Regions from separate parts of the Mus musculus genome. Here regions 2, 3, 4, 5, 6 and 7 are each linked to region 1. A link is a contact called in public Hi-C, HiChIP or PLAC-seq, Micro-C and promoter capture Hi-C data. All regions are on one chromosome and are shown on one strand. The core of a region is the stretch at or near the end of the contact, and the rest is flanking DNA. Distances in the headings are between cores, read along the strand shown. Region 1 holds the start of Keap1 (kelch-like ECH-associated protein 1). Region 2 holds the start of Ecsit (ECSIT signalling integrator). Region 3 holds the start of Prkcsh (protein kinase C substrate 80K-H). Region 4 holds the start of Ccdc159 (coiled-coil domain containing 159). Region 5 holds the start of Dock6 (dedicator of cytokinesis 6). Region 6 holds the start of Angptl8 (angiopoietin-like 8). Region 7 holds the start of Kank2 (KN motif and ankyrin repeat domains 2).

The links. Promoter capture Hi-C pulls out the DNA fragments that hold promoters and counts their contacts. A called contact is a pair of places that touch in the nucleus more often than the background predicts. HiChIP or PLAC-seq counts read pairs in DNA pulled down with a chosen protein or histone mark.
Region 2: a Hi-C map of B cells shows a contact between it and region 1, with 6 read pairs. The contact joins the promoter of Ecsit here to the promoter of Keap1 in region 1. A contact is called at or near these places in 1 of 39 promoter capture datasets (liver) and 1 of 484 Hi-C or Micro-C datasets (B cells).
Region 3: an H3K27ac HiChIP or PLAC-seq map of embryonic stem cells shows a contact between it and region 1, with 4 times the contacts expected there. The contact joins the promoter of Prkcsh here to the promoter of Keap1 in region 1. A contact is called at or near these places in 1 of 39 promoter capture datasets (neural stem cells) and 2 of 115 datasets of contacts at active chromatin or transcription factors (bone marrow-derived dendritic cells and embryonic stem cells).
Region 4: a contact with region 1 is called in a promoter capture Hi-C map of liver. The contact joins the promoter of Ccdc159 here to the promoter of Keap1 in region 1. A contact is called at or near these places in 2 of 39 promoter capture datasets (embryonic stem cells and liver) and 3 of 115 datasets of contacts at active chromatin or transcription factors (bone marrow-derived dendritic cells, fetal liver and pancreatic cancer cells).
Region 5: a contact with region 1 is called in a Micro-C map of embryonic stem cells, with 4 times the contacts expected there. The contact joins the promoter of Dock6 here to the promoter of Keap1 in region 1.
Region 6: a contact with region 1 is called in a promoter capture Hi-C map of liver, with 3 times the contacts expected there. The contact joins the promoter of Angptl8 here to the promoter of Keap1 in region 1. A contact is called at or near these places in 1 of 39 promoter capture datasets (liver), 1 of 484 Hi-C or Micro-C datasets (liver) and 1 of 115 datasets of contacts at active chromatin or transcription factors (pancreatic cancer cells).
Region 7: a contact with region 1 is called in an H3K27ac HiChIP or PLAC-seq map of bone marrow-derived dendritic cells, with 2.6 times the contacts expected there. The contact joins the promoter of Kank2 here to the promoter of Keap1 in region 1. A contact is called at or near these places in 1 of 39 promoter capture datasets (liver) and 3 of 115 datasets of contacts at active chromatin or transcription factors (bone marrow-derived dendritic cells, bone marrow-derived macrophages and pancreatic cancer cells).

Annotation. Positions count from the first base shown.
Region 1 is chr9:21,237,550-21,241,803 of GRCm38.p6, reverse strand. Keap1 (kelch-like ECH-associated protein 1) reads left to right here and starts at 2,472. Exons shown (of 5, transcript NM_016679.4): 1 at 2,472-4,254. The coding sequence starts at 4,095.
Region 2 is chr9:22,083,014-22,087,267 of GRCm38.p6, reverse strand. It overlaps Ecsit (ECSIT signalling integrator), which reads left to right and starts at 1,841. Exons shown (of 9, transcript NM_001253897.1): 1 at 1,841-1,911; 2 at 3,060-3,245. Gm16845 (predicted gene, 16845) reads right to left here. Exons shown (of 3, transcript NR_040407.1): 3 at 1,137-2,325.
Region 3 is chr9:22,000,819-22,005,072 of GRCm38.p6, reverse strand. It overlaps Prkcsh (protein kinase C substrate 80K-H), which reads right to left and starts at 2,085. Exons shown (of 18, transcript NM_008925.2): 1 at 1,985-2,085; 2 at 1,536-1,674; 3 at 1,280-1,396; 4 at 480-575; 5 at 325-382. The coding sequence starts at 1,614. It overlaps Ccdc151 (coiled-coil domain containing 151), which reads left to right and starts at 2,439. Exons shown (of 13, transcript NM_029939.3): 1 at 2,439-2,827. The coding sequence starts at 2,599.
Region 4 is chr9:21,925,164-21,929,417 of GRCm38.p6, reverse strand. Ccdc159 (coiled-coil domain containing 159) reads right to left here and starts at 1,947. Exons shown (of 13, transcript NM_025977.3): 1 at 1,690-1,947; 2 at 192-325; 3 at 1-110. The coding sequence starts at 1,700. Tmem205 (transmembrane protein 205) reads left to right here and starts at 1,883. Exons shown (of 4, transcript NM_178577.5): 1 at 1,883-2,126; 2 at 3,061-3,169; 3 at 3,264-3,427. The coding sequence starts at 3,070.
Region 5 is chr9:21,850,648-21,854,901 of GRCm38.p6, reverse strand. Dock6 (dedicator of cytokinesis 6) reads left to right here and starts at 2,267. Exons shown (of 50, transcript NM_177030.3): 1 at 2,267-2,357. The coding sequence starts at 2,314.
Region 6 is chr9:21,833,199-21,837,452 of GRCm38.p6, reverse strand. It overlaps Angptl8 (angiopoietin-like 8), which reads right to left and starts at 1,943. Exons shown (of 4, transcript NM_001080940.1): 1 at 1,639-1,943; 2 at 1,376-1,537; 3 at 501-610; 4 at 106-393. The coding sequence starts at 1,935. The coding sequence ends at 366. It overlaps Dock6 (dedicator of cytokinesis 6), which reads left to right. Exons shown (of 50, transcript NM_177030.3): 15 at 3,812-3,929; 16 at 4,019-4,089.
Region 7 is chr9:21,796,702-21,800,955 of GRCm38.p6, reverse strand. Kank2 (KN motif and ankyrin repeat domains 2) reads left to right here and starts at 2,410. Exons shown (of 12, transcript NM_145611.4): 1 at 2,410-2,474. It overlaps Dock6 (dedicator of cytokinesis 6), which reads left to right. Exons shown (of 50, transcript NM_177030.3): 50 at 557-776. The coding sequence ends at 599.

The sequences.
Region 1 (4,254 bases), core at 1,223-3,722:
GGTGTGCTCTGCCACACGTGGCTTATGCTGTGTGGCGACAAAACCCAGTCCCAGCCCTCAACCTCCATTTGGTAGATGAAGAAACTAACAGATTTCCCTTGCCCCAGGGTCTTAGTACGGCTTTACCCTTGGGACCCCCATGCAGGAGGGGCTTGCCTGGTATTCGCTGCTCTTAGTCTAAGATTCCCTTGAAGTCTCTGGGTGTGGGCGCCACCTTGCAGTAGCTCTGAGAATTGCCTGGGTTCTGCTTTTAGCCGCTGGTTAAGGAACAGCGCGTCCCTTGAGGTAATTCTGGGAACTGCAAGCAGAGTGAAAGCAGGTGGTGAAGGGGATGCGCTCAGGTTGGGATTGCGGGCCAACTTGCATAAAATGAATTTTTTCCCCAGAAGTTCGCGAAAAGCTAGCAGGGGTGAGGGGTGGGGATACAGTCCGGCTGGCTCCCAGAGACCCTCCCTCAGATCTCATATCTTTCCTGGTGTGTTGGCTTGGTGGTTTAACAGTAGGGAACTTAGAGATTCTGATATTAAATTTAAAAAGTACTCAGTTCCCTATTTAAATACCAAATTTAAAAAGCACTGTTGGGATTTGTAGAGACCTTCCAGACATATTCTGTGGGAAAATGACCTGAGATGGGTTTTTTGGTTGTTGTTTTTTGCCATTTTGATTTTGGAAGAGGGTCTCACTATGTAAGGCAGGCTGTACCACTTTGTAGCCAAGGACGTCCTTCACTTTTCTGATCCTTCTCCTCCAGCTTCCTGGGTGCTGGCATTACAAGTGTGTCCCAATTTCAGCTGTCCTGCATTTTTGTTGTTGTTTTGTTTAAATTATTAAGTTAATAGAACAAAGTAAGGTTTTACCATGCAGTCCAGGCTGGCCTGGAACTTGCTATGAGCCCTGGCTTGTCTCAAATTCACAGAGATCCACCTGTCTCTGCTTCTTCTAAAATTAAGGGTATACGACACCATGCCTGGCTTTCCTTGCCTCCCTGACCCCAGACAGAGTCTCACTGTGTAGTCTGGGCTGTTCTCAAACATTCAACCCTCTGCTTCAGACTCCCGTGGTAAATTTCTTTTGAAACTATCCTTTTCTTTGATATTTATTCATTTGTTTTCTGATATAAGGTCTTGCTAGGTCGAGCAGGCTTACTGTGAACTGGAGGTAATCCTCCTGCTTCAGTGCCCTGGTGGCTGGGATTACAGATGTGTCCCCTCAATATTCTTATTTTTAGATTTATTTCCTTTTATGTACACGAGTACTTTGCTTGCCTGTATGTCTGCGCACCACCTACCTGCATGGTGCCCACAGAGGTCAGAAGACAGCATGGGGTCCCCTTGAACTGGAGCTATGGATGGCTGTGAGGCATCGTGGCAGTGGACTCCAGGTCCTCTGCAAAAGCAACACGTGTTCTAAACCACCTTTCCTGGTTTTCCGAGACAGGGTTTCTCTGTGTAGCCTGGCTGTCCTGGAACTCACTGGGTAGACCAGGCTGGCCTCTGCCTCCCAAGTGCTGGGATTAAAGGCGTGCGCCACCACGCCTGGCTTAACTTTATGTTTCAAAGTTAATTTATGTGTGTATGTGGAGGTTATCGGACAACAACCTGAAGGAGGAAGCTTTCTACTACTATGTGAGTACCAGAGGTGGAACTTAGGTGGCCAGAATTGGCCAGACGCTCCTTTACCCACTGAGCCATCTTGATAGTTCAAGAAAATAACTTTCTCTCATAAATGCCATATGCAGCAAATAAGTATCTCTTACCATTAAAAATATATAAAGATGTTACGAGAAATACAAAGAGGCAGCTCTGGGCATTCCAACACTCCAACACCCTCAGATGAATGCCATACCTCTCCTCATGAAAACATGAACACACAGAGAGGAGAGTGTGTCTCTGGAGCACTCGAGCTGCACTTTGCAGGCTCCACATAGGGGAAGAGAATCAGTTTCTGCCAGCCGTCCCCGACCTCAACACAAGCACACACACAAATTAATGTACACAAAGCCCAGAGTGATATCCCAGCCTTTAACCACAGCACACGAAGGAGGCAGAGGCAGAGGCAGGAAGGTTTCTGTGTGTTCAAGGCCAGCCAGGGCTATGTAATGAGGCCTGTCTCAAAAAGAAGTTATAAGGCTGGAGTGATGGCTCAGCAGTTAAGAGTACTTGCTGCTCCTGCAGTGGTCCAGGGTTCAATTCCCCCATTTGCATGGTAGCTAACAACCACCTGTAACTTTAGGGGACACTGCACAGCCCACGTTGCACAGACATACATATACAGGCAAAACACCCACACGCACAAAGTAAAATACAAATTGAAATAAAAACATTAAAAAGTTATTTTACAAGAAGATAAATATCGCAACCAGGTAGATGGGTCTAGTTGGACCGTGCAGGCTGTGGGAGGGTCCGCCGGTGCAGGTTCAGCTGGAGGCGTACCGGACAGCCTAACCCGGAGGCAGCCTCCTAGGGCCGCCCAGACCCACGCCCTGCTCCCTCCGCCCGGCACCTGCAGGAAGGGCTGGAACTGCCTCTGCGTACCCGCCGCCCGTTTCCGCCCTCCCGCTCCTCCCACGCGTGCCGCCCGGGACCCCGCAGCACCGCTGCCCCGATCCGAGCCCTCCACCCCCACTCCGGTCCCCCTCCTCTCTTCCCGGAAGCGCGGCGCGTGGCGGCCCGGCGGCGCGGATTGGACGCGTGGCACCTACAGAGACACCCGGGGGGGTGGGACGGAGGTGAGCGAGCGCCCGCGGAGGATGCGGTGGGGAGCCAGCTCCGGGAGCTGCCCGCGGTCGCGCGTGGGGCCGTGCACGCGGTGGGGGGAAGCGCGTGCCCTTCTCCAAGCGCGCACCCCGCCGCCGAGCCCGTGAGCCCTCGTAGGGTGGTGGCCGCGGCGAGTAGAGGTAGGGGTCGCCCGCGGCCGGCGCCCCGGGACTCTTATTGTGACAGGGTGGCGCGCTGTGCTTAGTCACCGTGACCCGCGCGGCGGAGGCGGAGGCAGAGCGCGGCCATGGCGGGGTGAGTGAGCCGCTCCAGGCCGCGGCCCGGGACCAGGCCCTGCGGGCTCTCCCGGCGTCAGGGCTGCGCCTCCGAGCGGTGGGGAGGCCGCTGGAGCAGGCGCCGGGTACCGGGCGGCCGCTGCACAGCCCCCTGCGCAATGCCAGGCCCGAGCTCCGGCAGTGTGGTCACGCGTGACAGTCGCTCACTAGCTGGGGCCCCTGGAGCATTTCATCCCCCCCCTCCCCACGGTGATCTAATAGACAAAACACGCGGAGTCGCGACTCCAGGCTGAGCCCAGAACCTGGGGAGCCAGACGCAGACCCTCTCTTGTCTCCCCACATCTTCTTTGAAAGCATAATTCCTCCCCTGGCCCCAGGTCTCCAAGGGTCTCCTGAATCCCTCCCCGTGGGTGTTCCAGATGCTGCACACTCTCTTGCCCCAGGAGCTTGGTGTTCGCTTAGTGTTTCCTATACAGACCTTGCTTTATTTTTAGGCCTTTTCTGTCTTCTCGCTGTGTCTCTGGAGCTCAGAGCAGTCCCAAATACATAAATGGCAGGCTCTGTAAATGTTGGTGTGGTGTTGAAAGGAATCTGACATGTTGGACGAAGGCAAGGGGAGGGAAGGATGGCTGGAACAGTGAAGAGGTTGGAAAGCGGGTGTGGAGTTTTACAGGCCATTGACGATTTGGGGTTTCCATTCTTGGGCTCGGTGAAAGGTGTTGGGTGATTCTGAGCAGGAAAAGGAACATGATATGCCCTGAAGGCCCGCGAGTTGAGAAGTTAGTTTGAATGGAGCCGGCTGTGTCCAGTTTACTTGGCTTGGCAAAATCTGCACTTAGATATCATTGCTTAGTCTTGCAAAAAAAGAAGCCTGGCTGGACATGGTGGCACATACTGTAATCCCAGCACTCGGGAGGAGCCAGCTTTGGTTGCATAGTGAGTTGGAAGCCAGCCTAGGCTATGTAAGACCCTGTCTCAAATAAAATAAAATAAAGTGGCAGGGTCTGGTCTAACCCAGCCTCTGTTCCCAGCGCTGTGCTCTTCCCTCCCTCCAGGCCCCTAACGGCTAGCAGAGGAACTGTGTCTTGTCATCAGGAACCCCATGCAGCCCGAACCCAAGCTTAGCGGGGCTCCCCGCAGCAGCCAGTTCCTGCCCCTGTGGTCAAAGTGCCCCGAGGGGGCCGGGGACGCAGTGATGTATGCCTCCACGGAGTGCAAGGCAGAGGTGACGCCCTCGCAGGACGGTAACCGAACCTTCAGCT
Region 2 (4,254 bases), core at 592-3,091, 850 kb before region 1:
TGGATGTGCTTCTGTGCTACTCCCCCAGGGGGTAGTGAACAGCAGTACATTTGCTTCAGCTGTTGTTATTCATGTTACCTCTATGGGAAAACATGTTTTTGCCACGTGTGCCCTTACAATTGAACACCTTACCCATGCGATGCTTCTTAATGCCCAGAGTATAACTTGCCTGATGTGCTGTAGCATGAGACTTTAGTCAGCCTCATTTTGAGGCTCCACTCTCCCAGGTTTACACTGCCAACTAGAGCCATAAACAAAGGCTAGCTAGGTCTATATAAAGAGGTCCAGGTCAGCCAGGCCAAGCAGCACAGTAAGACCCTGTCTAGACGAAAGAAAAGGACTGGGGCTACACCTCAGTTGGTAGAGAACCTGCCTACAATGTAAGAGGCTCTGGACTGTATCCCTGGCACTACAGAGACAATGCATGGTGGTACAGGCTCGTAATCCCAGGACAAGAGAGGCAGGAAGATCAGATCAAAATCAAATTCAGCTACACACAAGCTCAAAGCTAGTCTGGGCTACACAAGACCTTGTTTTAAAAATAATTACTGCCGGGCGGTGATGGCACACGCCTTTAATCCCAGTACTTGGGAGGCAGAGGCAGGCGGATTTCTGAGTTCGAGGCCACCCTGGTCTACAAAGTGAGTTCCAGGACAGCCAGCAGGGCTATACAGAGAAACCCTGTCTCGAAAAAACAAACAAACAAAATAAATAAATAAATAAATAAATAAATAAAAATAATTACTTATGGGGTTGACAGGTCAGCTCTGTGGGTAAAGTGCTGCCAAGTCTGATGGCCCAAGTTCAATCCCTGGGACTCAAAGGATAGATTCTAGTAAATTATCACCACATGTGCCACCCAAAATACAACAATGTTTAAAAATGCACTTAAAACAATAAAAGCCTATATTCAATCATTTTATACATGTATAAAATCCCTCTCCTCTATACATGCGTACAATTCCCCGGCGATCCAGTCATCTAGACATGCACTCCATAGGCCTCGCAGCCCTCAGTGTGGGTGGGCTAAAGAGTCAATCTAGACTCCCTGTTGGGGAGGGAGAGAGGGGGGTCAGGAATGCATGTCCTTTTTCACAGTAGCCCTTGTTGTACTTATATGGCCATTTCACATAGATGAATTCAAACTTCAAACATTTTTATTAAAGGGCGTTAAAAGTGCTCGCAGCCAAGCCTGATGACCCAGGTTTCATCCCCAGTACCCACATGGAAAGAACATCCCCCAAGCTGCCCTCTGACTCCCACACGAACATGCTCACATAGACTTACACACATAACACACAGTAAAAATAAACACAGCTTGACATTCTGTTAAAGCTGTTGGCAGTGTTGCCCAGCTGAGGTTCCAGCTATTCGGGAGGCTGAACCCCGAGGATCTCTTGAATCCAGGGTTTTGAGAACAGGCTGAGCACCACTGCAAGACCCTGACTCAAACAACTCAACCAACCAAACTGAAAAAACCTCTTTAGTAAAAAAATGCATTCCGGGACTGGGGCTGCGGCTTAGTTGACAGCAGTAGAGTGCTTGCTTAGCACGCAAGCCGCCCTGGGCTCCGAACCGGATGTGGTGCTTCCAGTCCGTAACAATAATAATAATTTACCACACCGCGGAGAAAGTTGGACCGGACGGACGCCGGGGAACCCGCTCCAGCGCCTCCGTACTGGTATCCAAAGTCTCCAGGCTTCTGGAGCTCAGTGAGGGGCAGGGCCTGCTCCTGAGGAGAAACCAGCGTCTCCCCCCTTCCTATTGGTGGATCTCTTCCTGAGGGCGGGACCTATCGTCACAGGCTCTTCTGATTTGCTGTCACCTTCGACTCGTAACCGGAAGCTCCGTGGCTCAACATGACAGCGTCCAGCGGTCCCACAGAGCCGGCTCGGGTCTGCGGCTGGCCACGTGAGTAGGTGGGTCGCGCGTGGGAGGTTTATGGGACTGTCTGGGATTCGGGGCGTCCACTTCCAGGCCTGGTAGAGCCGGGGAGGATGACCTTCAACTCGGCCTCAGAGTCGGGACACTGTGACCTTTTGGGGTGCAGGCTTGGGAACGTGCCTGGAAAGGTTGCTGGGCACCTCTTGCTGCAGGCGGTCCGTTTCACAGATGGGACCGCGGACTTGGGCCACACATCTTGTCTGTGACGCAGGCATTGGAACCTTCCAATGAGACCTCTTAGAGACCCGGAATCGTGCCAGCCCACACGCATACACACACGCGACCTGGCTGTTCAGATTTCTCTCTGTTTTGTAGAAACTTGCTTAGTTCCACTCCGTTGGTCGGTGTTGGGCAGTTACCATGTACCATGCACTGGCCCAGCTAGTGGAGACACAACCAGATTTTAAACAGAAATCAGATGAGAAAAACAGATTTTAAAAAGTATTTCCTAATTGAGCAAACCACAAACATAACAGATAATTCAAAACAGTGATTGTTGCAAGCAATGTGTTTTTCCCTGCGACAAGATTCTTTATGTACCCCAAGTTGGCCTTGAATTCATCATGAACATCCTCCTGCTCCAGCCTTCTGAGTGCTGGATTACAGGCATATACCAAGACAGTAAGTAGTAGGCAGAGGGTAAAAGAATCGTGGTGGTACACGCCTTTAATCCCAGCACTCGGGAGGCAGAGGCAGGCGGATTTCTGAGTTCGAGGCCAGCCTGGTCTACAGAGTGAGTTCCAGGACAGCCAGAGAAACCCTGTCTCAAAAACCAAAAAAAAAAAAAAAAAAAAAAAAGTTCAAAGCCCGTGCCTGAGGTGCATCAGACCAAAACAGTGTGGCTGGAGTTATGAGAGAGAGGGGAGGTACAGCAGGTGGACTCCATCCGATGTGTATTTACTTTGAAGTTTTTATTTTAGCCATGGTATGGAGGTGGGGCACATGTGCACTGGTGCATGGTGGAGGTCAGAGGACAGCTCTGGAGTTTTATCCATACACCTTATGTTGGTTCCAGGGTTTAAACTCAGGTCATTAGGTTTGCTTTGTTTGTTCCAACAGCAAGTTCCTTTCTCAGCTAAATTTCCTCTCCCCACTCTTATTTATTTAAATTTTAGACAGGACCTTACTGTAGCTCAGACTGACATGGGACTTACTAATTATCACCAGCTGGTTTGATTCTGGAGGCCATCTTCCTGCCTATGTAGTCCTGGCTGGTCTGGAACTTGCTATGCCTATATAGATCGTCTCACCTCAAACTCAGAGGTCTGCCAGCCGGGGTCTCCCAAGTGCTGAGATTACAGGTATGTGCTATCCCACCCAGCAATCTTATGTGTTCATATGTGGGTACAGGGATGTATGTTAGTATGTGTTCACGTGTACAAAGGACAAATGTCAACCTTGGATGTTGTCCCTCAGGAGCTGTCCACCGTGTGCTCTGAGACAGATCTTTCAGTGGGACATGTAGCTCACTGACTAGGCTGGCTAGCAGCGAGCTCGGGGACCTGCCCTTTTTTGCTTCCTCCGACTGCTCAGATTGCAAGCCGCTTTGTATGTAGGGCTCAAGCCCTGGTCCTCATACTTTCAGGGCAAGCATTTTTACCAATGGAGCCACATTTCAAGCTCACCTAGCTCCTGTTGTTAAAAGCTTTCCTTTGCAATGGAAGGAAGTAACTGGGAGGGCAGAAGAGAGAGGGCAAAAACGTATGCAGGAGAGTAGACCACGGACTGCTGTGGTGACCTGCAAGAGGGATAGATTTGGAAGCCATCTTCAGAACTCGGATGGATTGAATAGGGACACAGTGAATGCTGGATGGTTCCTACGTTGTGGCTGGAGTAAGCACTGGTGCTACTGGCTACCTCCAGAGAAGCACTGTAAACAAAAGTGCTGTCAGTTGGTGTTCCCTGAATGGAGTTTGGGGTGGCTGCTTTGTACCAGAGTTGTGCTTCTGTAGGAGGCAAACGCATCAGGGAACCATGAGCATGAATACTCACGACACTGATACAAGTTGGAGCCACCTATGGGCATTACAATGCAGATTCTCATGCAGTTAGAGCCAATATTTTACAGGTCCTGGAACACAATTTGCAAAGCAAGGTTTTAGATTCTTTTCATCTAACTATACCAAGCAAGTACATACCATGAGCCACACCCTCAGCCTCTAACTGGGGCATTCTAGGCAGGGGCTCTACTACTGAGCCACACTCCTAGCCCCCTAGCAGAGGCTCACGGGGGCCAGCAGCTCACTGGAGGAGTCTAGGCCAGGTCTGTATTACCGAGTCACAGCCTGAGTCCGGTCCAATTGCATATCC
Region 3 (4,254 bases), core at 836-3,335, 760 kb before region 1:
CTGACTGGGCCCCCAGAGGAAGAGCCTGTATCTCTAAAGAAACTAGGGAGGAGCTGGAGAGACTTCACTAGCTGATCTTCCTTCCAGAGGACCTGAGTCTGGACTCTAACTCCAGCTCCAGGGGGTCACACGCCCTCCCCTGACCTCAGCAGATGCTACCCCTCTCACACGCACATAACATAAAAGTAAACCTGCCTCCCTAGTGCTGGGCCTGCAGACCTGTGCCGCCACACTCAGTAAGTGACAATCTTAAAAGGCAAAGGCGAGGTGAAAAAGTAAGCGGACAGGGAAGCAGCCTGACTTCCAGGTAGGGGCCCCACCCACCTGCAGGTGTTCTCGCAGACCGTGCCGCTGTTGTACTCGTCTGTGCCATCACAGCAGTCTGAAGCAAAGGTAAGGGCCAAGAGCAGAGTGGGTGAGGTCTCCCCCTGGCTGGCCCGACCTTCCCCAGATCCTGGGAGGACCCGCACTGCACTTACCACATACCCCATCATTGACCCGGCTGGAGAGGATGTACAAGGGCTTGTACCCAGTGTTGGTGCAGTGAAAGCTGCCATTGGGACAAGCAGCTGTGCCTACAGGAAAAAAAAAAAGTTTGATGCGTGTTCCCCACGCCACATTTGTTTGTGGGGGGCTCCAGCAAAGTAAGTGTAACTCGGGTGTGGTGGTGCACGTCTGTAATCCCAGCACTCTGGTGGTGATCACAGGATAACCCGTGGTCCAGGTCATTCTCAGCTACACTGTGTGCTCAAGGCCAGGCTGGGCCACCAGAGACTGTGTCTCCAGAACAAAAATAAACTAAAGCACAACCAAGAAGAAACTGTATCTTCAGGGGCCAGCAACACAATCCTCCAGTATTCCCCAGCTTCTCCGGAGGCCCTTCAAAAAGGCCAGGCAACTCCCCTCCACTCCTCTTTGCCTTCATCAATCCCTAGAAGGCCATTCAGTTTCCCTCCTCCTCCCACTTCTGAGAGGGTCTTCTGTTGGCTCTTCCTGACTCGAAACCTCACCTCCTCCTGAATGCCATTCATGGTTCCTGCAATGACATTTGCTGACTTGGTCATACACCTGGACATTTGTTCCTTTGATAGGGAATGGAAACCAGGACTGGCACCTACAAACACTGCCCCTCAGCTAATCCAAGCCAACAGGGATCTTGTTTCTGTGCCTGCTTCTGCTCACTGAGCAGGAAGCAACAGGAGAGTGAGATCCAAGTTCTTTGGGGCATCTGCGCTTAGCAGGCTCATTTAATGGGCGATGGGCAAATGCAAACGCTCACCAGGCTCATCTGAACCGTCCTTACAGTCGCAGTAGTCGTCGTTCACCTGATCGAATGGGATGGTGGCTGTGCCGTCCAAACAGGTGAAAGGTTTAGATTCTTCATAGAAGTGATGGTCTGGTGAGGGAAACAAGAAGCTCTGCTCAGATCTTAAATAAATATTACCTCTGTCCCACTCACTCACCAGCTGAAATGCTACGGGAAACGGAGGAAAAAGGCTGAAACGCCCCTCCCGATGCACAAAGAAGAGACTCACTGCTGAGGGAAACGCCCCGGGGTCTCTTAACTTCTACAGCCCAACAGAGGGGTAGTAGTAGTAGCAGCAGCAGCAGCATCCCGTCCGGGCCGAGACCGGAAGTGTGTTATGCGGCAGGAAGATACGCGATGGCCTCTCACTGTAGGAAAGAATGAAGAAGCATCTAATCATTGGGAGAAGGCAGCTTACCCAAGACCGGCCTCACCACTGCTTCCGGAAAAGGAGGGCACAATCGGAGTTGGAAGTGCAAGGGCAAGGGGCGTCTCTCCGCCCCGAGCCAGTGGAAGAGTCTCAAAGTGAACTCAAAACCATAGGTCTCTCGGTAAAGAGGTGAAATGGGCAACTCCCGCCAAAGGTTCAAAGGATTTACGATCCCTCCACACCACCCACCCTGCTGCAACCTATAAGAAACTAGGGTGCCTTCCTCCCATCGCTACTTCATCACCTACGCGAGGTAGAGGCAAAGGTCAATAGCCACCACACCAGGTTAGCTCAGCAGCCACGGTTCCTGCAGTAGAATAAGAGAACGGAACGCTCCGGATACGTCACTTCCGTTTTGCTCATCCCTCTTGGCGAACGGCAACTCCGGGACGCCATGTTAGGAGTGGCAAGAGTGCGTGTGCGGGCGCTGAGGCGGCCATCTTGAGTAGGAACATGAAGACCTAACCTTAGAACAGATCGGAAGTGTAGCGCTTAATGGCGGCGTAACGTGCCTCCATCTTGGGAGTGGCGGGTTACTGGCCACTGCCAGCGAACACGCAGGCGTCACGTGACCGCTACGCTCGCGCCTCTCTTTCGCTGGGCCTCTTTGTGGGACCGCCCCTCCGAACCGAGTCAGCCAATAAGAGCAGTGGAGTGTAACGCGGGCGGTTTCCTTGGGAACGTGGGCGGGGGGAGGAAGTTACTTAGCAACCGGGAGATGCTAAGAGGCCCGCAGCCAGGCAGTTAGCAGAAGTGCATTCCCAGAGCCTAGGGAACCAGCGTTTAGGATCCTGGATTATAGAGGCCAACTTGTAGTTATTCTCCTACCCCTTAGAGGCTTCCCGACCTTAACCCGATCACCATGACGTCCCCCCTGTGCTGGGCAGCCGCGACCACCACGGTGACTAGCCCGGAGCAAGCTCCAGCGCCCTCTTCCAAAGCCAAAGGCAGTAAGGTTCACCGAAGCAAGTCTATGGGCCGGGCACAGGCCTGGCCTGCACATCATCCCAAGTCAGCAACCTCCTTCCATGCAATGAAGTCTTCTGTGCACGCACAGGTGCTTGAGTTACAAAGAAAAATCCAACTGTTAGGTAAGTATGGCTGCAGACTGCACCGAAGGATCCGGGATCAACCGTGCCCACCAGGTCTTCTGAGTAGGCGCTATGTGTTTCTCCAGCACGAGTCTATGTGACCAACTTGAAACAAACACTCAAATCTTATCTTTCTTTCCCATTTCTTTGTACTATTACCTCTTCTAATGTGCATATGGGTGAGTGAAAAGCACAGATTCTAGAGTTTGTTTTTCTTTATTTATTGTTCTGTTTTGCGTTTCTGTGGGCAGAGTGCAGTACTCTCAGATGCCAGGAGAAGGCATTGGATCCCTTGGAGCTAGAGTTACAGGTGTTTATGAGCTGACCAATGTGGGTGCTTGAGACTAACAACCTTCCTCGCTCTGCAGGAGCAGCAAATGTCCTTAACCACTGAGCCATTATCCCTCCCACCCAAATTTTATTTATTTATTAAATTATTTTTGAGAGTTAGCCTCATGTGGCCCAGGCTAGCTTGAACTCAAAGGAGACCTAGCTCCACCTTTTTGGGTGATTGGCATGTGCCACCATGCGGGCATCATGCGGTGCTGAGGCTGGAACCCAGGGCTCTATTCATGCTACTCAAGCACTTTGCTGAGTTATATCTTCAGCCCAAAGAGAGTTTGTTTCTCTGGGGTCTGAATCCTTGCTCTGCATAAAAGTTGTTTGATCTTGGGGAACTTAGAGTCATCTAATTGTACTCAGTTTTTCCACCTGTAAAATGGGCATAGTAACTGCACAGGTAGTACTTGACATTCATAAAATGCTCATATAGTGCATTGTTAAGTAGTAGAAAGTAAAAACTAGTGGCTTCCCTGGAGGGGGAGGAGATAATGCTGCCCTTCCCAGAGACTATTTAGCAATGTCTGCAGACTTTTTTATCATTTTGCTGAATGCAGGAGGGTACTACTCCAGTTTATTAGGCATAGGCGAGGAGAAGGCTTTACATGTTATTAGGCCTAATACAGCCCCCACAGCAAAGAATTATCAAGACCAAATATTGCTTATGCCACAGTTTGGAAAAGCCTACTGTGATTTTGCTCATATTATTAAGAAGAAATCTTAAACCTGATAGTGGTGACATACGTCTTTTTTCTCAGTACTCAGCATGCAGGAGGCAGAGGCAGGCAGATCTCTGAGTTCAAGGCCAACCTTGTCTATAGAGTGAGTTCCAGGACAGCTAGGGCTACAAAGAGAAACCCTGTCTCAAAAAAAAAATGAAAATAAATAAATACATAAAAAATAAAAATACTGTAAATTAGACATGGTGGCCCATGTCTGTATTGAACACTTGGGAGGCTACGGTTGGATGATTGGCATTCGTTTGAGGACAGTATTGAGTATCTAGTGAGTTAAAAGCTAACCTGGGCTACAGAGTAAGACTCTGTCTGAAAAAAAAGAAAGAGAGGAAAGAGAGGAAAGAACAAGGA
Region 4 (4,254 bases), core at 698-3,197, 690 kb before region 1:
CTCCCAGGCCCCAGACTTCCCTGCTTGTTCAGAAGCAGTGTTCACGATCTCAGGCTCCAAAACCCTGGACCAGTGGGTCATACAGTCCAAAGCCTTGTCTGAGGAGGGCCCTAGGGGGACAAAGGTTTCCTTCAGGGACAAGTGAAAGCCACTTGTAATTGTCAGCCCCTCCCAGGCCTCCAAATGTCTACCAGGCTCTCCAGGAGGTGGTGAGTACTGGCTCCTCTCCTTAGCAGCCCAAGATGTGATGGCGAGTAACGGAGGTGTGCAGAGATGAGAAACACAGTCGTCAGAGTCCCGGGATAGGCCAGCCAAAAGAGAGTCACTGCAAAGGGGGCATGGGAGGAGCTCTGAGCCCACTAACTCCCCATCCTTTTGGTTTTAGCTATGTATTGTTTTGAAACAGTCTCATGTAGCCCAGGCTAGCCTCCAACTCATTATGTAACCAAGAATGATCTTGAACAGCTGATTCTCCATCTTCTACCTCCCCGGTGGCTAGGACGACAGGCGTGTGTCACTGCATCCCGTTTACACAGTGCTGGGGTGGAACCCAGCTGCACGCTAGGCAGGTGCTTTGCCAACTAAGAACCAGCCCCAGACACCTGATCTCTTTAGTGTTTCCCCAAAGAGACTCCTCAGAGATGTTCCAGCCAGAATCTCCTCAGTATTGGCAGAAGTGAAAGTCAGAGGAGAGGTAAACCCAAACGGATGCCCAGTGACCAGCTTAAAGGTGGGAAGAGAAAACCAACTGCGTAAAGTTGTCCTCTGCCGTGCGTGCCATGACACACGCACTCGTAAGACATGTCTCATGCACAACAAGGATAACAAGGCTTTATATTTAAAAAGGGGACAGAAAGTAGTCACATGCCTTTAATCCCAGCACTCAGGAGGCAAAGGCAGGCAAATCTCTCTGAGTTCGAGGCCAGCCTGGTCCACTTAGTGAGTCTCAGTCAAGTCAGGGCAAGAGACCCTGTCACAAAAACCTTAAAAAAAAAAATGGCTTGAGAGTTGGTTTAGCTGCTTTTCCTGAGTACCCAGGTTCAATTCCCAGCACCCATAGGGTGACTCACAACCGTCTGTGTCTCCAGTCCCAGAGGATTTGATGCCCTCTTCTGACCTCTACAGGCACTAGATTCGAAAGCAGTGCCCAGACATATATACAAGCAAATCGTTAATACACATAAAAATTTTTTTAAATCTGAAACAAACAAAACACATAAAGGACAGGATGTGGTAGTTCAGCCCTTTTAATCCCAGAACTCAGGGGGTCCCTGAGTTCCAAGCCAGCCTAGTCTACAAAGCTAGTTCCAGGCCAGCCATGGCTACACAGTGAGAATCTATCTGGGAGGGGAAAAAATTATATATACTATATTGGGCTGCCCTGATTACACAGATTTAGTCCAATGCTTGTAAATGAAATTTGTTCTAGAATGTCACCTGAGGACCACAGATACCCTCGAAGATTAGAGCGGGAAAGGAAAGACACATTTCTGAGCGTCACCACCAGAAGGTCCCCAACCTTGCCTGCCCTCCCCACAACCCCAATTGAATCTTCAGCTGTCCCCTTCTCCAGAAAAATTTTCGAGCTTGGAAGCTTAACCATTGCTATTAGTCCTAACCCCTTGTTCTGTCAATCTAACACCCTTCCAGTCTCCCCATTCTCTTCCATTCCCACCTACTACAGCATACCACCCGTTCATGCTCTCCCATCAGGGACCACGAAGCCAGTCCCCAGCTGTGACGCTGAAGTTTTGATCCCCTGAGGACACCATCGTTGGAAAACGAGGGGAGGCCAAAGGTGGAGTCACAGAGAAGGGCGTGGTCCTCCCATAAGCCACGCCCGTTCACTCCGCTCAGGCGCGGAGCTCATTGGCGCCTGCGCATCTTCGGTGAGACTGGATGAAGTCCGGAGAGGCGAGATGGCCAGTTGATTCCCGCAAGCCAACTGGGCAATCCCTAAGTGGGAGAGTCCAGAGGAGTGAGAGCTGTGATCTCATTGGCTCTGGCTGGGAGGTGGGGCGAGGCCTGCGGGGCGGAAGAAAACCTGGGAAATCTCAGGCAAGCCGGAGCTGCACTGGAGCTGCCACGGTTCTTGGTCCCTACGCCTGAGCTCGTGTGCTCCAACGGTGGGGTCAGATGGGGCTCCGGGGGTGTTTTGGGATGTTCTTAGAATATCTCGGGTTCCGGATGAGGGCTCTTAGATGTCTGCAGAGCTAGGGTAATCCCTGAAAACCTAAGTATGTGAACTTGAGCTGCTGGGATTCAAGCTTTTGGGGTGCAGTGGACATTGTGGTTTAGAGAGAGTCTTTTGTTCTAGAATTTTGGTTTTGAGACAAGGTCTCATGTATCTCTGGTTGGCTTCCAACTCCTGCCCCTCCTGTTTCTACTTTTGTGCTGGAATGACAGACTAGAACCAGAACCTGTTTTATGCAGAACTGGAGACGGAACGCGAGGCTTCCTGCACGTGAGGCAAACGCTCTGCCCGCTGAGCCATTTGCTCAGCTGGACCTGAGATGTTTGCTTGCTTCCTTATTTTGAGAGAGTCTCACAGTATGTCAGGCAGTCCTCAAACTCAGTGATTTTCCTGCATCACCCTCTGATATGTTGGGGTTACAACTGTGAATCACCAGGCCAGTTTCTACGTCTTTAAAGGCTTTTTGGAATTGAGGAATCTTTTTCTAACTTTGAGCTAGAAAAGTGGCAACTCCCCTGTCTCCGTCTTCCAAGTGTTGGGGATTTACAGGTACAAGCCTTCATGTTGGGTGATATTATTTACTTATTATTATTACTATTATTTTGCAAGTATGGAGGATAGCATGTAAGGCCAGCACCAACAAAGTCCCTGACCGCAAAGCCACGATTCCAGCCCCAAGCCTGAGCCCAGATCGACTGGTTGGGCTTGAGATTGTCTAGGGTCTACTTTGGGTCTTCCAACTGCCATTTCCAGGCTGTTTTCTCTCATCTTTGCACCAGTGTGAGGCTGGCCCTATGCACTCTCTGCCAAGGCCTCAAAGCTCGGGGGTCGAAGGTTAAGCTGAGTCACCACTGTTTCCTTCCCAGGGCTGCAGAATGGAAAAAGGAGAGGACCCGGGAAGTCTGATTAAAGTCATCCACTTGCTGGTCTTGTCTGGTGCCTGGGGCATGCAGGTGTGGGTGACCTTTATCTCAGGTAGGGACCCTCCAACCTGTTATTTAGAGTGAGGACTGAGTAGGAGGGGGACCCGGAAGCAACCTAACGGTGTTTGTGGCCCTCCACCTCCCAGGCTTCCTGCTTTTTCGGAGCCTCCCGCGGCACACATTTGGACTGGTGCAGAGCAAGGTCTTCCCAGTCTATTTTCACGTCTCCTTGGGCTGTGCCTTCATCAACCTCTGCATCTTGGCACCACAGCGAGCCTGGATTCACCTCACACTGTGGGAAGTCAGTCAGGTATGAGGATTTGAGAGTCCTCAAGACTCCAGTGAACACTTAAGGAGATTTGTGTTATTTCAGTGTGTGTGTGTGTGTGTACATTCATGTGCACATGTGTACAATCTTATATAGAAAGACCAGGGGTTGGGGTGGGAGATTAAAAAAAAAAAAGAAAGAAAGACCAGGGATTGATGATAGGTGTCTCCCTCTAACATTCTCATATATAGATATAGATATACACACACACACTTTTAAGACAGGCTTTCTCCGTGTTACCTTGGCTATCCTAGAATTTACTCCCCAGCCCTTTATCTGATGCAGTTTTCACAGTGCTGGGATACCTAGAGCCTTGCACATGCTAGGTTTGCATTCTGTAGACCAGAATGGCCATGAACTCAGAGATCAGCCTGCCTCTGCCTCCTGAGTGCTGGGAGTAAATGTATGTGCTGCCACCATCTGGCTTATTTATTTATTTATTTATTTATTTTTGTTCTTCTGAGACAGGGTCTTTCTACAGAGCCCTGGCTGTCCTGGAACTCACTCTGTAGCCCAGGCTGGCCTCAATCTCACAGAGATCCATCTGCTTCTGTGTTCCAAATGCTGGGATTAAAGGCCTGTGCCACCCCACCTAGCTTATTTCTTTTTTTTGAGAAAAGGTCTCCCATTGAACCTGAAGCTCTCGCTGATTTAGTCAGACACGCTGGCTGGGAATCCCCAGGGATCCTCCTAGCTCTGTCTGTTCATCACTGAGACGGTTGGCATGAGCCTCCATGCCTGGCTTTTTAACTTGGGTGTTGGCTGATTGAACTCAGGTCTCATGCCCACATGGCAAACCCTTTACTGAC
Region 5 (4,254 bases), core at 1,018-3,517, 610 kb before region 1:
GTGCTGTGACTCACCAGAAGCCCTCACTGAGCAGAAGAGAAAAATCAAGGCTCCGAGAGGTTGAGAAATTGATCTATAGGTCACACAGCCAGGCCTGGATTGGAACCCAACATCTTTCTTTTGGGGGTGTGCATCAAGCTCTTTGTGTCCAATTTTTAATCTGACACAGATACATTGAGTCCAGACCTTAACTCTGATATGGATACATTTTAAATCTGACATGGATACATTATGTAAGTAGGGCAAGTCTTGGGGTTTCTCAAGTAAAAGAGAGCATGCTAGCTAGCACTCACAAGCAGAGGGTAGGGGATGAACCCACAGTCAGTGAAAGGTCCTGGAATAAGCGTAGGCCACATCCTAGTGTTTCAAAGGAATATTTAGGGGTCGGAAGCAGGAGGACAGTTGGGCTGAAGTCCAAGAGGGAGGCTATGAGGACAGAGTGGTAACAGGGCAGTTTATGCAAGGCCTGGAGGGATGGACTATGACCCAAGTGAGGTGGGCCACGGAGGCTCTGCACAAGGAAGGATAGGTGAGACACAGATGCCGCCAAGACAGTGCACAATGGAAGCATCAGGAAGGATCCAGCTCCATGTTCCCTACCTGGCCTCAGAGGAAGAGGCAGGGACCTGAGTAACACTGAGTGTGGCCCAGCACAGTCGTGGGTGGAGTTATATTCTGCATCTCCCAGGCAGAAGCCACTGGACCACGCTGAGTAGGTGCGTGGGCTCCTGACAGCTGTGTACACAGATCAAGAGCAGATGGATACCTAGGGGGTTCCCCTACCATCTAGGTCTCCTTCCTGTGCCTTCAGAAGCTGATACAGATTTGCTGGGCAACTGGGGCAAGTCACCCTGCCCTCTGGCTCCAATTTCATCCTCTGTAGATGGGGCTCCTGCTAGCATCCATCCATAGGTGGGATAACGAGCAGCACTCAAAAAAGCTCTGAGGCAGACATGTCCTGTGCTGCACAGCTGCCTACCCTACCAAGACTGTTTTGACCGTGACTGCTCAGAGGGCTGAAGCTACTCAGGAGAAGGTGTGGAGGCAGCAGACAATTGGCATATCCAAAGATGAGCCAGGACTGAAAAAATTCTAGGAAACTGTTATTGGGAAAGGAGCTGTTGGGAAGATATTTAAGGCCACAAATTAATGAAGACATCCTACAACTTCAGGTAATCAGAAACTTCCGGACTGGCTCGCTCAGGTATCGATACTGGCTTTCTGAGTCACACCTCCTAGAGTGACACCCCTGAGCTTAGCTGGACTCATCCACCTCTCTACTGCAACCCAGAGACTGGCAGGAAGTCCCTTGAGCACCTTTTGAGGCCTACTATGTAAAAGCCTCCACACTGCTAGGCTTCAGTTAACCCACTTGTCAGTAGTGGAAAACAACAGTTCTTCCCACCTATGTCCATTGAGCGACTATAAACAAAACCTTAGTAATTATTGTGTGACATTGATGTTGTTTTTTAGGCAGCGTGCCTCCGGGACTAGTGAGGACCTAACTTTTTTGTTTGTTTGTTTGTTTTGTTTTGTGTTGTTTTTTCGAGACAGGGTTTCTCTGTGTAGCCCTGGCTGTCTTGGAACTCACTCTGTAGACCAGGCTGGCCTCGAACTCAGAAATTAGCCTGCCTCTGCCTCCTAAGTGCTGGGATTAAAGGCATGAGCCACCACTGCCCGGCTGACCTAACAGGTTTTGATGTTCCGTATTTTTTCTTCCCAGCCCAACAGAAGACTCAGTTTCCCCATCTTGACCCCAGTGGGAGGGGAACACTCCCTTCCATGCCCTGCCCCTGCTCCACACCCACCCCATGCCCTGCTCTGCCTGGTCCCCAGCTCCCTAGCCCATCGCAGAGATGAGCCACTCACAACGTCCCGCCCATCAAGGACCGTCCCTCATAAGCCACGCCCACAAAGATCCTCATCTCTCCAGCCTTGTCCCGGTCCCTATCCTAGAGCAGCGACATCCCAGATCACAGCCTGCTCCATCCTCCTGTCAGCGCTGTCTCCTCCCCATCCCCAGTATTTCTGTCCCACTCTCAATGCTGGCCCCACGGCATCCCAGAAAAGGCTCCGCCCTATCTAGGGAAAGCCCCGCCCCCTCCAGAGAAGGCTCCTCCCCATCCTAGAGTTGGCCCGGCCTCGCCACCACGCCCCGAGAAGACCCCGCGTCATTCCCGTCTTGGTTCCGCGGCTGGGGCGGGTCGAAGTGCAGGCCCCGCCCCATCAGCACAGGCCCCGCCTCTCCCGCGCGCCTGCTCCGCCCAGCCCGGCTGCCCAGACTCGGGAGGCTGCGGCGGGACGCGGGGCGTCATGGCGGCCTCGGAGCGCCGCGCCTTCGCTCACAAGATCAACAGGTAGTGAGAGCGGCCGCGGTCACGGCCACTCTGGGCGGGACGGGCGAGTGCTGGAGATGGCGGGCAGCGGGGGCGTGCCGGGCTCCCCGAGGACTTCCCGGAGGAGGAAGCGCATCCCGGGTCCGTGCGGGCCGGGCTCCGAGAGTGCTAGGCTGCATTCGGACCCTCTTGCCGTCCTTCCCTTCACCAGCCTGGGGAAATTCGCACCCCTCCCCCGCCCAGGGTCCCGGGACCCAGCTGTCTGGAGCTGGGGACAGCTGGGGATAGCCCCTCAGTCTCCTGCCCCAGCCTCTCCCAGCACCGGCTGGGCGTGGGAGGGGGCCGAGGGGGCTGGGGACTGAACCAGCTGGTGGGCAGACAGGGGAGGGACAGGCAACAGATGCTGGGGGATCCCCTTCCATGGACACTGGATTGTGAGAGAGGCTCAAATCTGGGGTAGGTTAGAAATCATCCCAGGTAAATCATCCCAGGTATCCGATCCTCTGGAGACCTGTCTGACCACCTTAGGTGAGAGAAGCCACTCTGTGGGTCCCACCCTGATGGAGACACAAGAAAGTTGCCCCATTCTTGGATTTCGCTCTGGTGGGACAAACATAGATGTGTCCGTGGTATGGTGTGGATGCATAAGACAGGAAAGGGAGGATAGGGTCTCAATGGTAGGCCAGGTAGAGTTAAGCACAGACCTAAAGGAGCGAAGGAAGAGATCTGCCCATCATCCAGGAAAGAAGCAAATGCAAAGGCCCTGGGGCCACAGAGGGACCAATAGGAATAGATTTTATAGGGCCTACGCCTTGTAGGCCAGAAGGACTTTGACTGTGACCCCAAGTGAAGTGAGAGCCACAGAGAGTTCTGGATAGAGGAGGGTTGTGATCTGGGGCAGAGCAGTTGGGCAGTTTTCTGTTTGTTGTCTTGCCTCCTAAGTCCTTATGCCTTTAGCTCAGGTGGGAAAGATGTGCAGAATGATCCTGGGCCTTGATGTAGTGAGGGAGCCCAAGATTTCCCAAGCAGCCTGGTAGATAAATAGATGCTTCTGCACATTCACCTACCTATTGAGTTCTCCCACAACCCCAGATGAACCTGCAACTGAATGGAGTCTTGGTTTTACTTTGTTGTGTTTTGTTAGTCTGGGATGGGGTCACGTAGCCCATGCTGACCTCAGATGCACTATGTAGCCAAGACCGGCCATGAACTCCTGGCCCCCCCTGCCACACTCAGTTTCCATGGTAACCACATCTACAGCACCTTGCTTTTGTGTTTGCTTTATTTTGAGAAAGGTTCTCACCCTATCCTAGCATTCACTTACTGTGTGTACATGTGTATACCACTCTCGTTGTGTGTGTGTGTGTGTGTGTGTGTGTGACAGGATGCTTGTAGGAAGGAGCCTTTTCTTTCCACTTGGTTTCCTGGGATTATACTCAGGAGGCTCAGCAGCAAGTTGCTCCTGAGCCATCTTGCCAGCCTCCCTCTATTTTCATTTTTGAGGCAGGCTCACTCAACTGGGATCTGGAGCTCCAGATAAACTGGTCAGGGAACTGGCCCTGGGGATCCTCTTGTCTCTGCTCCCTGTTATATGAGTTCTGAGTCTGGCTTTTTTTTCTTTTTAAAGTTTTGCTTATTTTATGTATGTACACTATCTTCAGACACATCAGAAGAGGATATTTGATCCCATTACAGATGGTTGTGAGCCACCATGTGGTTGCTGGGAATTGAACCTAGGACCTCTGGAAGATCAGTCAGTGCTCTAAACCAAACCGCTGGAGCCATCTCTCCAGCCCCTGTGTCTGGCTTGTCATCTTCCCTGTTATAACGATAGGCCCAGTAACCCTTGCCAGCCTGGGAGGAGCACCACAGTTGCTACAGTGTCTCTTGTTGCACTTGCAGCCTGATTTCTAAAACC
Region 6 (4,254 bases), core at 694-3,193, 600 kb before region 1:
GTTCTGTAATTGAAACCCAGGACTGTGCGTGCTGGGCAAGTGAGGTCCGATAAGCCCCCGCCCAGGATGCCCCATGCTTGCAGAAACAGATGTGGACACTGTTCATAGATTGCCTCTGTTCTCTTTTATTGTGGGGTGTGTGGGCATAAGGGGGCTCGTGTCTTTTTCCAGCCCTCCTCCACAGGGCTCTGTCTTCTGCCTTCCATCCCGCCTGCTTGCTTCTGTCTCCGCTCTGCCAGGAAGCGGGGTGCACTGGCCAGGTCCAGCTGATGGGCAGCCGGCTCTGTCAGCCCTGTTCATGGGCCTGGTGGAGCGCTTCAGTGTTCCTTGCAGCACAACTGGTCCTCGGTGGCATCCAGGTAGTCTCAGGCTGGGAGGGCTGCTGTGTGGAGTCTAGGGAGGGAGGTAGAGCCCCGTCAAGGCCAGTGCTTCGGGGAGGTGCCCTTCAGTGGACCTAGGCAACTTCCACTGCTACCCCAGAGTAATCCCACCAGGCTCACCTCTGCTGGATCTGTCGCAGCCACTGTTGCTGCTCTGCCATCTCCCGCTGCTGTCGCTGCACGTGGCCAGTGAGAGCCCATAAGAGGTGGCTCTGCTTATCAGCTCGAGCCTGTGGGGTAGTATATAAACCTTAGCTGGGAGATCTGGGTCACCTCCCATCTCCTGACCACTGCAAGTTTCTCTGTTACCATCCATGGGGCCCAGCAAATGTCCAAGACCCTCTGGCCTCAGTTTCCCTGTTTGTAAAGTATATCTAAAATGGGACTTGCTCTGTATAGTTTGTAGATGCACATCAAACAATATTGATTGGTTTCTTGATACATAGCACCAGGACTGCGTGGGTCCTGGGAATCCATCTCAGGTCATGGGCTTGGCAGCCTTTACCTGCTGAACTAACTACCTTGTTGGTCCCTTACTCATTCATTCATTTACATATTTTGAGACAGGGCTTCATGTACCCCAAGCTTAACCCGGATGTCTACCTAGCCAGAAATCACCTTGGACTCCACACACACACACACCCACACACACCCACACACACACACACACACACACACACACACACCTGCCTTTATTCCCAGTGCTAGGATTGTTCTTTCTCTTGTTCTCTTTGAGACAAGGTATCACCATGTAGTCAGCTGGCCTAACTTTGTAGCCAAGGCTGCCTTTAACCTTCTATTTCTCCTGCCCCTGCCTCTGGAGTTCTAGAACCACAGCTGTGCCTGCTTCTTGCCCTTACTTGCAAAGGTCACTTCCAGAAGGTCACTGAGGCTGGAACCCCATATACAACTGGAGGGTCCTCTAGCCCAGGATTCAGTGGTGGCCTCTTTCTGAGAAGCAGGCTATACCCCTCTCAGACCTGGGAGTCCCTTACCTTTAAGGTCTCAAATTCTTGGTGGGCTTGACCGAGCCAGGCGCCTCTCAGCTGCACTTGTAGTCTCCGTACAGTGTCCCGCAGAGCCTGCTGGGCCCGGGCCACTTCCCCCAGTGATCGGGCTGTGGCTTCAGCTCGAAGGTGTAAAGCGTCCTCTTCCACCTGCTCAAGGATGGTGTGTCATCAGGGTATGTTTCCTCTGTTCTGGGTTTACCATTTCCTCAGACTCTTACCTGCCACCAACACCCAGCTCCAGTGCTCACCTGAATCTCCGACAGGCTGGTGCGAAGCTCCTGTGTGGCATCCTGGCCCTGCCTGACTTCTGTCCCCAGGAATTCCAGTGCTCTGTCATAGAGGCCCAGGCTGTGCCCAGCTTCTGTCAGGCGAGCCTCTGTGGCTCTGTACACGCCATTGAGGGCCTGGCCTAGCTGCAGGGCCCCGTGAAAGAGCAGGGTCAGCTCTTCATATTGAGCTGGCTCTGGACCACCCAGAGGGGCCACTGGAGCGGGTCGCACTGCTGATGCTAAGGTCCACAGGAGGCAGAGAGCAAGCACAGCCATGGCTGACAGTTTCGTGGGTGTGGTTCCCGGGCCGCTGCGGCTGCCTTTTATTTCCATAGGCTGCCATTGACCCCCCTGGTCAATGGTTAACCGGCCATGGTTGCACAAGGGCCTGGCGGAGGCTCAGCCATTGCATCAGACTGATGGCTAAGCAGGCCATGCTGATATCACGCTGCTAGAACTCAGGGCCAGCTGTGTGTGGGGGTTGGAGGTAGTGGGCAAGCTCAGACCAGAGCTCTCAGCGCCAGTGTCTGTATGAGCATATCACTGCCTTGAGCCTCAGTTTCCCATCTAAGTGTAGAACGTGGCTCCCTTCACATCCAACACAGCAGGCCCAGTATTGCTGGGCCACCCAAAGGGCCATCCAGGGGCTCCAGCCTTGTCTCCTTCCTGCAGACAGCTAATGCAGGGGTCACTGGGTGTGGCCAATAGCTGTGGAGGAGGGGCGAAAAAGTGACATGACAGACATCCTCCTTCTGAGATCATGGAGCCTGACTCCCCGCATGGTTTATGATCTGTGCTAACTTCGATTTAACTTCCTAGAACACACAGGGCAAGTACTGCAACCCATTTTCTCTACCTAGGCGTCCCACAAGTAGTACTAAGCATTTGTTGAACATCCACTTTGCGCACTCAAAGGAACAGCCTTGCTTCCCTTGCAAATAGAACGTTACACTCTGAGGTTGCGGTAGGAGGAACATGAGTTCAAGGCCAGCCTGGGCTACAGAACTAGATCCTCTCTTATGGCAAGAAAACAAGAGCTGAGGTGATGCTCAGAGGTAGAAGGCTTTCGGGGCACTCAGCATTCCATCGCTAGCACCACAGAAAATGGCCGTGAAGTTAGTCATTCGCGATGAGCTTGACACCGAGAGTCACAGGACTCTGTCACAGAGACCCACTCACTGTTCTGTGTGGAGACTCGCTGTTACTGGTTGTTGGTACAGAGCTTCAGAGGCTGAGCTAGCAGGCCAGATGCCTCCATCACACAGCTTAAGGGGGCCTACAGGGTTGGGGCTTGTGCACTTACAGCTGGGGAGAAGAGGCAAGACCAGGTTCCGGTTCTCTTTGTATCTGAAAGACAGACCCTATAGATAACTCCAGGGAGCCAATAAGGTGGTAGTGTGGGCTGCGGGAGGCCAGTCTGCCACCTGGCTACTGGTGGGACCACCTTATGTTTTTAATTATTTATTTATTGTTGGGGGGCAGGGTTGAACAGAGATGTCCAAAGAGGCCAGAGGCATCAGGTCCCCCTGGAGCTGACTGAAGTGGGTGCTGTGAACTGAACTTGGATCCTCTCAAAGAGCAGTGCGTACCCTTAACTGCTGAGCCACTTCTCCAGACCTCTGGCCCTCGGGGGCTGGAGCCAGGGCTCAGGTGGTAGAGTACTTGCCTAGTGTGCACAAAGCCCTGGGTTCCACCCCCAGTACCTGATATGCCTGTCACCCCAGCACTCTGGAGGTGGAGACAGGAAGTTAAGACCTTAAAGTCCTTCTAGGCTAAATAGCAAACTCAGATCTGCCCTGAGCAAGATGAGACCCTGTCTCGGGTATTAGTTGTTTTGGTTTTGCTGAGAGAAGATTTCCCTATGTAGCTTTGGCTGACCTAGAACTTGCTATGTAGACCAGGATGACCTTGAATTAGAAAAACAAAACAAAAACAAAAACACCTCTGACTCTCAGCACCCATCTGTGCCTGGCCTTGTAGCTCCCTGAATCTAGCTAGATGTGTGCATACAGAGGTTCCACCCACTGTCTGTGTCACCTGGGGTCACAGCCCACCCTGTTTTCCATGCATGTGCTTCATGTCCATCTCTCCCATGACTGTGTGTCACCAGCCCTCTAAAGGGTCCTCCGTCCCTCCACCCCTCCTTTTCCAGGAACCTGCTCTTCGTGTACCCACACAGCCTCAATTTCAGCAGTCGCCAGGGCTCTGTGCGCAACCTGGCTGTGCGGATCCAGTACATGGCCGGTGAAGACCAGAGCCAGGCCTTGCCGGTCAGTGCAGTGACCTTGCCCTGGAGGGACGGGGGATGGAGCAGGGATAGGTTTTCCCCAGTGGGTCCCTCATGTCCCCACTCCCACAGGTCATCTTTGGGAAATCTAGCTGCAGCGAATTCACCCGAGAGGCCTTCACACCAGTGGTCTATCACAACAAGTATGCAGGGCTGGGGGCCGGAGACATGGGCTGAGGGGGTCGGGTGGCCGAGTGTAGGGAGAGTATATGCATGAAGCAGGAAGAGCAGAGGCTTAAGTTTCAGTATGCAGATGAGGTAAGTTGAGGCAGGGAGTCATCCCGTAAGATCCCTTCTTTAGCTGGCCC
Region 7 (4,254 bases), core at 1,161-3,660, 560 kb before region 1:
GGTCAGCAGGCTTGGTAGCAAGTACCTTGACCCACTGAACCATCTTGCTTACTCTCCCCCCCACTCCAATGATGGAAATTGATCCCTAGGGTTTACACTAGGTTAGTGTCCCACCACTGAGCCATGTCCCCAGCTTTCAGCCAGCCATCTGAGCCTCAGTTTCCACACCTGTGAAATAGACATGATTCTAACATGCTGTGAATCTTCTGGTCAGGGAAAGCAAAATGGCTAAGTGATTAAAGGTGCTTGCAGCCAAGCTTGAATACCTGGGTTTGAGTCCCCAGAAACCACAACCACATGGTAGAAGGGAAGATTCGGTTCTAGTAAGTTATCTTCTGATGTCTACACACACACACACACACAGAGAGAGAGAGAGAGAGAGAGAGAGAGAGAGCAAAAATAAATGTGATTTCTTTAAAAGAAAAAGATCAAATCGGGCTGGACAGAAGAAAGGCCACACAGATTCTTGGAAGGGTTTTCTGATGCTGGATGAAGCTGTTGGGGTGGACTGTGGAGCTGGGGTCCTGGGGCCTGCTAACCTGCCTTCTGCCCCCAGGAGCTCCATGAACAGATCAAGTTTCAGGAAGGCTGACCTCTGACAAGGCTAAGAGCCACACCCAGAAGACCAGCACCCACACCTCAGCTGCCTGTGCCTTTCTGGAGTTATAGCTGCCCCGAGTCGAAGTCCTAGGAGATGAGCCCCCTGTCTGTCTGCACTGATGGATTCTAAATTTTGTTTTTGTTTGTTTTTAATTTAAAGTGAGTTTTATATACAACCTGTGTGGTGTGCTGACAGTTGACATGGCCCCTGCCCTGGGGGCAGTGACGTTCATTCAGTGGGAGAAGAGAACACACTCACATTGTAACATGGCCATGGGAAAGAGTGTTTCCTGTGTGCGAGGTCACGTGTGTCCACCTGTGGTGAGGGTTTGCGTGTGCAAGCGTGTGATGTACGAGTATTCCTCAGTCTCTCCACTTTTTGTTTTGTGTTTACTTTGCTTCCCAGCCTGGCCTTGAACTCACAAAGACCCATCCACCTCAGCCTCAGCCTTTTCTACTAAGTGCTGGGATTAAATGGTTTATCATTTTTAATTGTATTTTTTTCTCCTCTTTCTCTCTTTCTGTCTGTCTGTATGTTTGTGGGTGCATGGGTGCCATGACACACATGTGGAGTCAGAGGACAGTTTGCAGAACTCAGTTCTCCCCTTCCACTGTATAGATCGCAGGCATTGAGCTTTCAGGCTTGCAGCAGGCACCTTCGTCTTGACATCTGACGAGCCTCCCCTTGGTCATCCACTTATTTTTTGAGACAGGTCTCATTGAACCTGGAGTTCATAGATGCAGCTAGGTTCACTGGCTGGTAAGCCCCAGCCATAGAGATCTGCCCAGCCCCCAGAATTCGGCTTACAGGTAAACTTGTGGGCCCAACTCTTATGTAGATGCTGGAGTTCGAACTCAGATCCTAGTTCACACCGGCAGGCAGTTTACCCACTGAGACATCCACCTGTCACGTGTGCTAAGCAGAGGCTTCCAGGAAGCTATATTTTTCCTCTTTCCTCCCCTTCCCTTCCTCTCTCTTTCTTTCTTTCTTCCTTTCTTTCTTTCCTGTTGTTTTGTCTTTAGTTTGTTTATTTTGAGACAGTCTCTCCTGGCTCAGAATTACTGGAGTAGAAGGTGACCTCTCTAGTACTTGATCGCCCTGGCTCCACATCTTTCATGTGCTGGGACTACAGGTGTGCAGTCCCGCTGTGAGAGTGGCTTCAGAAAGTCCAGTGCAAACAGAAGTTCATCTCTGGACTAGGGTGTAGTTTAGAGGCAGAGTGATTAGCATTCAGAGTCCTGGGGTCCATCCCCAACCTCACAAAATCAATAAACCACGCCCTGTGATTTGTGTCAGCCCAAGAGTAGTATGAAGGGAATTTTCTGAACACACTTAACAGATGGGTCATGTGATTGACCCCATTTTGCTGATGGGGAAACTGAGGCACAACTTCAATTTCAGGAGATTGGGGTGTGGGTGCTGCAATCTTAGAGTTTGGGTCGGCGGTCACGCCATGGTGCACCCGGCCTGCAGCTGGAAGACTTCCAGCTGCTGGCGGCCAACGGGGGAGGGGTGACCTCCAGTCGCCGCTACCGCACCCGCCCTCGAGCTGGGCTGCGGCCAGCTCCGCCCCCTGCAGCGTCCAGCTGCGAAGGGCGGGCACCAGGCTTGGAGAAGCGGGGACCCTGTCCGGAGGGCTGGTGGCCAGGAGCCGACTGAGACCCTAGGACGTGCTCAGGCCGCAGCGAGAGCGCGTGCACCCCCACGACCACCCTTCAACTTCGCCCCCAGGCCCCGCGGCCGAGGCGCCCGGGAGACTGGAGGGGCGTGGCTTTCTGGTGGGGGCGTGGCTACCGCGCTGGCTCCGCAAGCTTGCGGCGACTGAGGCGGAGCGGGCAGGACGCCTGGGACGGCGGAGGCTCGAGCGTGCCAGGCGAGTGGGACGGAGGGCTGATCGGGGTGGCGTGGGGTCCGGGCTACTCTAGGGGCACTATCAGGATTTCTAACCCACCTCCAACCCGAGGCTACAAGCTCGCACACTCTCTCTTAGCTGGTCCCTCTCAAGTCTTAACATCTGCGCCCAAACTTTGCAAACCGGAGCGTCTGGGTCCCCGCGCTCCTCTCCCCTCCCCAGCCCTGACCTGGGCCCTGCTTCCCTTGCCCCTAGCCCACCTCTATGCCTTTATCATTCCCTGCCTCTCTTCCTCTGCTCCGCCACTCTCGTCTAGCTCTGTCCCCTAACCTTCCCAGGTCCCCGCTCTCGCAGCTCCGGGTGGCCGGACCAGGCCCCTCAGCGGCGGGAAGGCATCCGGGCGTCCGGCCGGGCTGGGCCTGGCTGCTGGGCGGGTGTGGGGATCAGCAGATGTTTGCCATTAGACTGGGACCCCGCAGGCCCCGCCCCCTCCCCGCCCGGGGCGGGGTCCTCCTCACCCCCAACTTTAGGGGCGGAGGGAGCGCGGCAGGAAAACCCCCAGATCCCAGATTCACCCAGGCTGGTGGTGGGGGGGGGTGCACTCTGGGGAGACCCTGTGGCCCTTTCCTGGAAACTCCCACCTGTTGATTCTTCCAGCCTCCTTCCGCCTCTCTCATCCCGGGATCTTGTGGAGAGAGGGGCCTCCTCCGACTCCCGCCACGGAGTTACCAGCCTGAGGTTAGATAACGAGACCCGTAGACCTCCATCGCTCCATCTGGAGAGTAAGATGTATAGGGTCTAGGGGTGCTTTGGGCGAATCTGCCCCGTTTTAGGTTCAAGTCAGAGATCTGCCTGCCTCCGCCTCCCAAGTGCTGGGATTAAAGGCATGTGAGGCTACACTCAGCTTGCAAGATCTTTTTCCAAAAACATAAGCATGGCTGGGGATGGAGAACGTGGGCCTAGCATGTATGAAACCGGGGGTTCCACCCCAGAATGTATGGTGTGGTGTGGTGTAGCCAGCCACGCCAGCACTTATGAGGTGCAGGCTGGAGGATCAGGATTTCAGGGTCATCCCCAGCCACATAGTGAGTTTGAGGCCAGCCTGGGCTACAGGAAACTGCCTTAAATAACCAAACAAAACGGTGTGGTAATTATTCATTATTCATTCCACCTCAGTGCCCCTAGCCCAGGCTACCCCAATTCTGCTCCCTACTTCTGTGTCTCTCTTAAGTCCTCAGAAAATATTTTGGACTAACTTCCTGTCCTTGGAGGTTCTGAGGCTCCAGGCAGATGCAGAGCCAATTTTATCTACAACTGGTAACTGCATTTCAGGTGTTCATGCCAGCAAAGTGAGGGCAGAGACGTGAGGAGACACAAACTGGAGGGACAGAGCTATGGAGGGGAACTAAGCCAGAGGGAAGGACCATCCGAGGCCTGCCTTCATGCCCAGCAGGCGCCCCATCTGATCCACCCTCCCAGGCACCCACTGTCCCAACATCTACAGCCTAGAGTGGCCTGCTCTGGAGGGTGAGATGGGTGGAGGTGTCTGCAGCAAAGCAGCTGCAGGGCAGACAACAGAAAGGACTGACCTTGGCTAACCTCCAGGGTTGAAGTGGGCTTAGCAAGAAGTCTTGATTATCCCCACTCTGCAGCCTGTAGGCCCCCCTCTTTACTTCCATCTCTATGACTTTCCAGTCTTTCACCCCACTCTATCCCTACTGTATCCCCCCCCCCAACCCAGACACATCCTGAGGGGGCAGGAAGTTCTATGTAGCTGGGCAGTGAAACTGTTTATTTTTAG